Regions from separate parts of the Bicyclus anynana genome. Here region 2 is linked to region 1. Evidence: chromatin contacts called from public Hi-C data. All regions are on one chromosome and are shown on one strand. The core of a region is the stretch at or near the end of the contact, and the rest is flanking DNA. Distances in the headings are between cores, read along the strand shown. Region 1 holds the start of LOC112046876 (serrate RNA effector molecule homolog). Region 2 overlaps LOC112046873.

What was found. Hi-C and Micro-C count contacts between places; a contact is called where the count stands out from the background.
Region 2: a Hi-C map of whole larva shows a contact between it and region 1, with 3 times the contacts expected there. The contact joins the enhancer-like site here to the promoter of LOC112046876 in region 1. A contact is called at or near these places in 2 of 2 Hi-C or Micro-C datasets (whole body and whole larva).

Annotation. Positions count from the first base shown.
Region 1 is chr1:9,773,871-9,777,355 of ilBicAnyn1.1, forward strand. LOC112046876 (serrate RNA effector molecule homolog) reads right to left here and starts at 1,773. Exons shown (of 16, transcript XM_052884405.1): 1 at 1,443-1,773; 2 at 1-30. The coding sequence starts at 1,582.
Region 2 is chr1:9,832,431-9,835,768 of ilBicAnyn1.1, forward strand. It overlaps LOC112046873, which reads right to left. Exons shown (of 2, transcript XM_024083698.2): 2 at 1-3,338. Among protein-coding and RNA genes, the nearest start is that of LOC112046873, 4.1 kb to the right of the region's middle. Within about 2 kb of position 1,306, at least 6 of the 8 cell types and tissues checked have open chromatin away from gene starts, as enhancers often do.

The DNA of each region.
Region 1 (3,485 bases), core at 523-3,022:
TAGTCAGGACCAGAACGACCTCCGCGAGATCTAAAAAACACAACATTGTCTGCTTTACATTTAATTCATTTTTTCTTCATTCCTTTGTCTATCAGAGTTCTCTGGATCATAATCCGATCAAATAACTGCTTAGTATGTAGTTTTGGGCTCTACAAATCCATTGATGTAGTGTCCCTCCAGGAATGAGTATTTATTACTATATTATTTTGGACAGACAGATACTTATAAGGCAGAGTAATTCATGTTTACAAAATGTTGCAGATTAAAATAATGGTAGGATTTTAAAAAAAGTAGGTATCATCTGGCCACAATTTAGTGAGACATATTATTATTAGTGCTATACAATATAATAGCCCGGTGGATATGACCTCTGCCTCCGATTCCGGAGGGTGTGGGTTCGAATCCGGTTCAGGGCATGCACCTCCAACATTTCAGTTGTGTGCATTTTAAGAAATTTAATATCACGTGTCTCAATCGGTGAAGGAAAACATCGTGAGGAAACCTGCATACCAGAGAATTACATTACTTCTCTGCGTGTGTGAAGTCTGCCAATCCGCATTGGGCCAGCGTGGTGGACTATTGGCCTAACCCCTCTCATTCTGAGAGGAGACTCGAGCTCAGCAGTGAGCCGAATATGGGTTGATGACGATAATATAATGGCATTGAATAACACTTATTTTGCTATTTTCTTGGAAAAATCAAACTATTGATCTCTTAGATCTGACAAGTTTTCCCTTAAGATATTTCACTCCATAACCTGAGCATTTTGGAAATGTTGACTTTATTGTGTCCAAATGCAAGAAAGCCTGTTGCAAAATAAATTGGTTATTTATTGCTCCTTTACCTGCATCTTTTCAATATTAAAAATATTGTTACCTTACAACTAATGCCACTGAACTTCTCTTGGTGGCTTTAGGAACATGGGAAGGGTATTTGGAAGCTGGGACATTTTGGGAGTGGGATCTGAAATAGGATGTTGTATTATTTAGTATAACATAATATAAAATATATTACATAATATTAGCATTCAGCGTGTCAAAACTGTGAATAAGAAATTTATACAAGAACCAATGATCATGTTAAGTAGTTGCATACATTTGCAATAAGTATAAAATATATAGCCAAAATCAAAATAATTCAATAAATTAAAATTTTAATCCATACAATATGTCCAATTACTATGAGTTGTCACTAAGCAAATAAAATAAACCTGCTAAATCCCCAGTATTTGATTAAACAAAATGGGATGATATGGCTTTATATTAATATGAACAAAATCTCATAATATGATGAAAGTTATGTGCATCCAGTTAGTTTATGTTTTAAGCTAACCCAACATCATCAGATAGGTATGTATGCAGTATGATTTTAGGAAAAATCTAGGAGTTTATTTCATGGCGCGCCAATTTCTGACACAACTTAGATATGAGTTCTAATAATACCTGTCAGACCATTCCTCCCGGCCGCGGCTTCTTTCTTCTCTTCTATCACTACTTCTGTAGCTGCTTCCCTCAGCAGCACCTCTTTCTCCACGAAACTTGTCGCGTCTTTTACGATCATACTCGTCATCACTATCTGCCATTGTGTCAGCTCAAGTTTTAAAACCAAATTTGATATAATATTATGATGTGTCGTAAGATATTTATATACGTATATACTTAATTAAAGAAACGAAATCAATTAGATTAGCGCTTTATAAAAAAACAGTAGGTAATGCAAATCACAATCGACTCGACATTCGACAGTCGACACGCAGCGCCACACACATAGACAGTGTTGCCAAATGGGTCTTGTGAGAAGTTACCCGAAATATTAAAAAAAGTAACCTTTTTGTCTAAAAAGTAACCTTTTCGCTAACTACTCTTGCTTTTTGCGTTCCACACCATGGCTAAACCACCATTTCAGCCTCTAGGGCCTAAAGTATTTTTTTTCAATATCTGTCTGTTACGAATACTAGCCAAGTTTGCCGCTACACAAGTACTAAATTACATTATACCGAAGAAGATGTTACTCTACTACTCTACTCCTAAATAGAATCATCTTATGTAAGGCCCTGATTGTTTGCCTTTTCCTCATGGAATAAGAAAAATAAAATTAAAGAGCAAGAATTTAAAAAACAATTGACGTGAATAATAATTCATACTTGACTTTTTTAAGAAATTCAATGTTACTGCAACTTACTTATTTCACAACGTCAATTGTGACATCTCCATTTATAGTGAGAATTGTGACCTTATTTTGAAGATTGAACAAAAAGGAAACACCTGTTATACAATGGGTCTGTTCAGCCCCTTGTTTAACAATCTATTCATATTTTTTACTGGAAAGGTATTAAAAGTTAATAGAATGTTAGTTGAATTGACACAGAAACATCAATGAGTTCTTGAGCACTTGTCCGCATTTTTTGATTTAACGACCGTTTTATTTTAGGTACACGAAATTGTAAGTTATTTCTAAAAATTCCGAAATATCACGTAAAAGTAACCTTTTTATTAATGTAACCTAAAAGTAACCAATGCAGTCAAAAAATCACCTAAAAGGTTACAAAAGTAACCTTCTGGCAACACTGCACATAGAGTACATTGAATATAGGGTATAGAGCTCCTGAGTAAATATGTTCCTTGGTATAGAGTCCTCAGATGCCATCTCCGCCTAGCGCCATCATGTGAGCAGATAGAGAACTACACCAATTATAATATATACCCATAAGTATAAAATGAGCGTCGAATTACGTATATATACCTATATCCATAGATACATAAACATAATGTTTACCTACTAGTATTAACTGTTCTTTAATTCTATTATTTTATTTAGGAATTCGGATACAAATAATAAAAACACAAATGGGATACATATACTTATTTATTGTTTCTCCTTTTGTGAACATAAACAACTCCGTCTCTTTGAATAGAGTCATCTTCGTCAAAACCTCTAGTAGTACCGCTTAACAATATATTTGTTGACTTACACCAATCAAATGTAAAAAATCTGCACGAAAAAATAAAAAAGAACTCTATTAAATCTCAAGACAAGACATATATAACAGAGTTCTCGGAATCCAAAGTAAAGCACAGGTCAAAACGATTTATAACAGTCACCAAAATCACACCAAAAACACTATGAAGAAAGCAGAAGAAATAAAACCGTTTCGTCTACAAAATTAAACAAAATGTCACAAGCAAAGATTACAATGTATTATTGGAAATAGATAGGCTACTCTTACTTTTTTCGGAACGCTTGTAATAGCGCCATCTAGTGACTAGCTACGGTATTTTTAGTATAGTATCCATTATATTATAAAAATAATATTGCATATTTTTTGTAAATGATAGATTTTTGATTTTGTAATAGTTGAAGAAACCAATTGAGAAAAACAAAAAAAAAAAAGACTAAAAGTTTTCCAGTGTCCGGGCTCGAACTCAGGATTATTAGATCGTACCTTTGATATGCACCACTAGGCCAAATGACTATATGGGACATTG
Region 2 (3,338 bases), core at 56-2,555, 58 kb after region 1:
ACTAAGCATATTAAACGAATTTATTTTAATTAATTTAAAAACAAGGTAATATAATATATATTAGGTGTGAAATGACTAGCGATTTATGCTCTCATTTTTAATTTGTTTGTTGGTAAACAGTACACATCCAGTATGGCTGTAGTATAGGTTCTTACTTGTTTTATGACTTTAAAATTATCAGCATAAAACAATACAGCTTGTACTAGCATTTGTAGAAGAAATCACTTCGACGACATACTACTGATTTAAGCACTATCAATGAAAAAGTACTAAAATATGCAATAATGTATAAAAATAGAATTAACCGCGATGTCTAATTATAAGTTTTATGCAAAACTTAATTGATATGCAGCCGGAACAAGATAACGTGTTTTGTATTGTATAGTCCCATTACATAGGTACTTTGGGTATTTTATAATCCAAGATATAAAAATTGCCTCATAAACCTTAAAATTCTTAAAAATAACACTTTCTTGAAATCATTTCATTGTTAAACTGAATTTGAGTAAAACGATGCAAAATCGAATAAAAACTAAAACTTATTTAAATTAAAAATTACAAAAAAGTTAACTAAAATGACTTGTCTTTTCAGATTAAAGAGTAGAAGAATTGCTAAATATTATTTACATTTTTAAAATATACAACAAACACAAGAGTATTGGTCCCAAACAAGGCCTTATTTAAAGGTACTGATGAAATTAACTATGATAAAGATTACGAGTGTGTTGAAGTGATTAAGTATTTTTTTTTACTGTGAGAGTTATTTTCAAAGTCATTTCAAGTCTTGAAAAATTTATATAATAACGAAAGTGATGTATTAATGTATGCGGAATGCGGATTGTGAGTTTCAAAACTAAACAAACAAACCAGTATTCATTATACTGAATTCGTTTTTTGTTTCACAAAATATGAGAATTACTTAAAACGTAAGCATTCGCACGAGAGATTTTTTAACGAACATTAAAAAAGCGTTCAAATACAACAAATGCGTTCCCAAGTAAGTATATGTTCACACGACAGCGTTTTTAAAGCACGGTCCTTTTTTTCGAGCAGTGTTGCATTATCAATTTTGGGCGTCGGAAATAGACCTTCATTTAAATTTATACTATATTTGAACGCACTTTTAACGTCCGTTAAAAAAACTCTCGTGCGAATGAGAGCTAAATACCAATAAGTTTACTAACTATAACTGCTGACACTGAAATGGTAATGCGAAAGTCACTTTTTCCACACTTCTTGTACAGTATTCCCGCTGCTTGGTCAAGTATTGCCGTTTTAAGAACAGGTTTCAAACAACAAGATTACATGTGTAAGAAATTAATGGATACAAGTTTTTAAGTAAACCGCACGTATCACTGTTCTTAACCCTTCAAATATCTACCAAAGTTATTCAACCTACATTCCCTAATTGATCAGGATATTGACTCGCAAGTATTGCCGTTACAAAACAGGTTTTAAAATTAAAGTAGATGATACTTCTTGGGTACCAGTTTCTTTTTTGCCAATTTTATATACTACTGTTCCTATAGCTTTAGGTGTACATGGATAAATGTAAGTGTTCAGTTTATACGTGTGCGAATAAATTAAATTGACAGATCATTTGAATAATTAACAAATCGTCAATTATTCGCGGGAGACGGTTAAATAGATCGTTTGAAATAGTATGTAGGTAGCCAACCATGGCTATTTCTTTATCGAAGATTTACGCAAATTTTAAGATGAATTTCGATGATCAATGTAAATCATTTTAATAACCATTACCTTCGCCAGAGTAGAATGAAAAAGGATCTTAATATTGGAGACTAGAAAATAGTGAGAGTATTATATTTCAATGTCTTGATGCAACGAAAATTCTCATTAAAAGTATAATTACAGTTATAATATGTTCATTCATATTGTAAGATCATCTTTTCTAATATTTGAGAAATTATTTAAAAAATATATACTACACAGATAAAAAGATAAATTAACAGTTTCTCCTCAAATATTATTAAAACATATTTCAATATTGAGAATTAGACAAAGAATTTACTATTGACACGAATTTGGACACTACATATTAAAATCAAATTTAACTATAATTAATTTTATATAATTTTAAATGTTATAACCAACATTCAAAATTAAATAAAATGAATAAATTAAATAAGATATAACAATATATCTCAGATTAAAAGAATACATACATAAATTAATATTGTGTGATCAATGTGATTAATTGTAAAGAGAATTTTCAAACTGTTAAAATAAAAAATTCACAATAAATCTTAAAATATCTTAACTATGGACTTAGAATAAATACATTACAGTGATGTCACACTACTATGATGTAAATTTTAATAACCCTAATCAGTGGCTAAAGTTTAAAATATGTATTACTAAATGAGTGAGGTAAGACATTGTTGACCATTACAAGTATGTACAGTGCAAAAATGTCAAGTGTGCATTGAAGTGTTAAAACAGATGAAATATTACCTGTAATATCACAGTTGCTGTTCTTTGTACTTATTTTAAAGATTATTGTTAATTCAATTTTATGGCAAAACATTTCAAATTTTTATATAATAACTAGTTACAATTAAAATATTAAACCCATTAAATTTTGAGCCAAACTAGATACTTATTATATAAAACACAAAAACCTGCCCACCTAATGTTATTGTTTATGGCAATAAAAAATCAGTCTATTACAATATCCTACGTTTTGGGTATCCATCCTTCGAATCCTTCATGATTTTTTTTTAATAAACGCAATAAAATTCTAAAGGTAATTTATTTGATTTACAACTTTGTTTTAAATAAATCAAAAGATAACTTTCATTTATATATCTGTAATGTAACTGCTGGCAAATGAATGTATTTTCATACACCATTCAATCATATCAAAAAGCATTTGTTAATAGATCAATATAAGTGAAATTACATCATACAATCAAATCAATTATACATCAAGCCTGCTACTTACAAGAAACTACAGGCAGTATGCATTTATTATCCAGTTACTAAAGAATTAAAATGAAGATATTCTAAATTAAGCAATATTTAATTATTATACAAATTAATCTCAACCAATCAAGTAATCAATAAATAATGTACTTCAACTATAAGATAATAAACAAAGTTGTTACCTTTAGAAATCATAGTAAAATTTGTAATTAGGTAAACTAGCAGGACTAAAGTTGTTAATTCTGTCATACTATAAAATTATTTTTAATAAAAAAAATGGCACAATATCAGACATGGGGGATCCCCAATTGTATTAATCGAAAATTACTTCAAACTAATCTCTTACAAATGATTTTTTAAATCATCATATCTTTGGGTATGGAATGCAAACA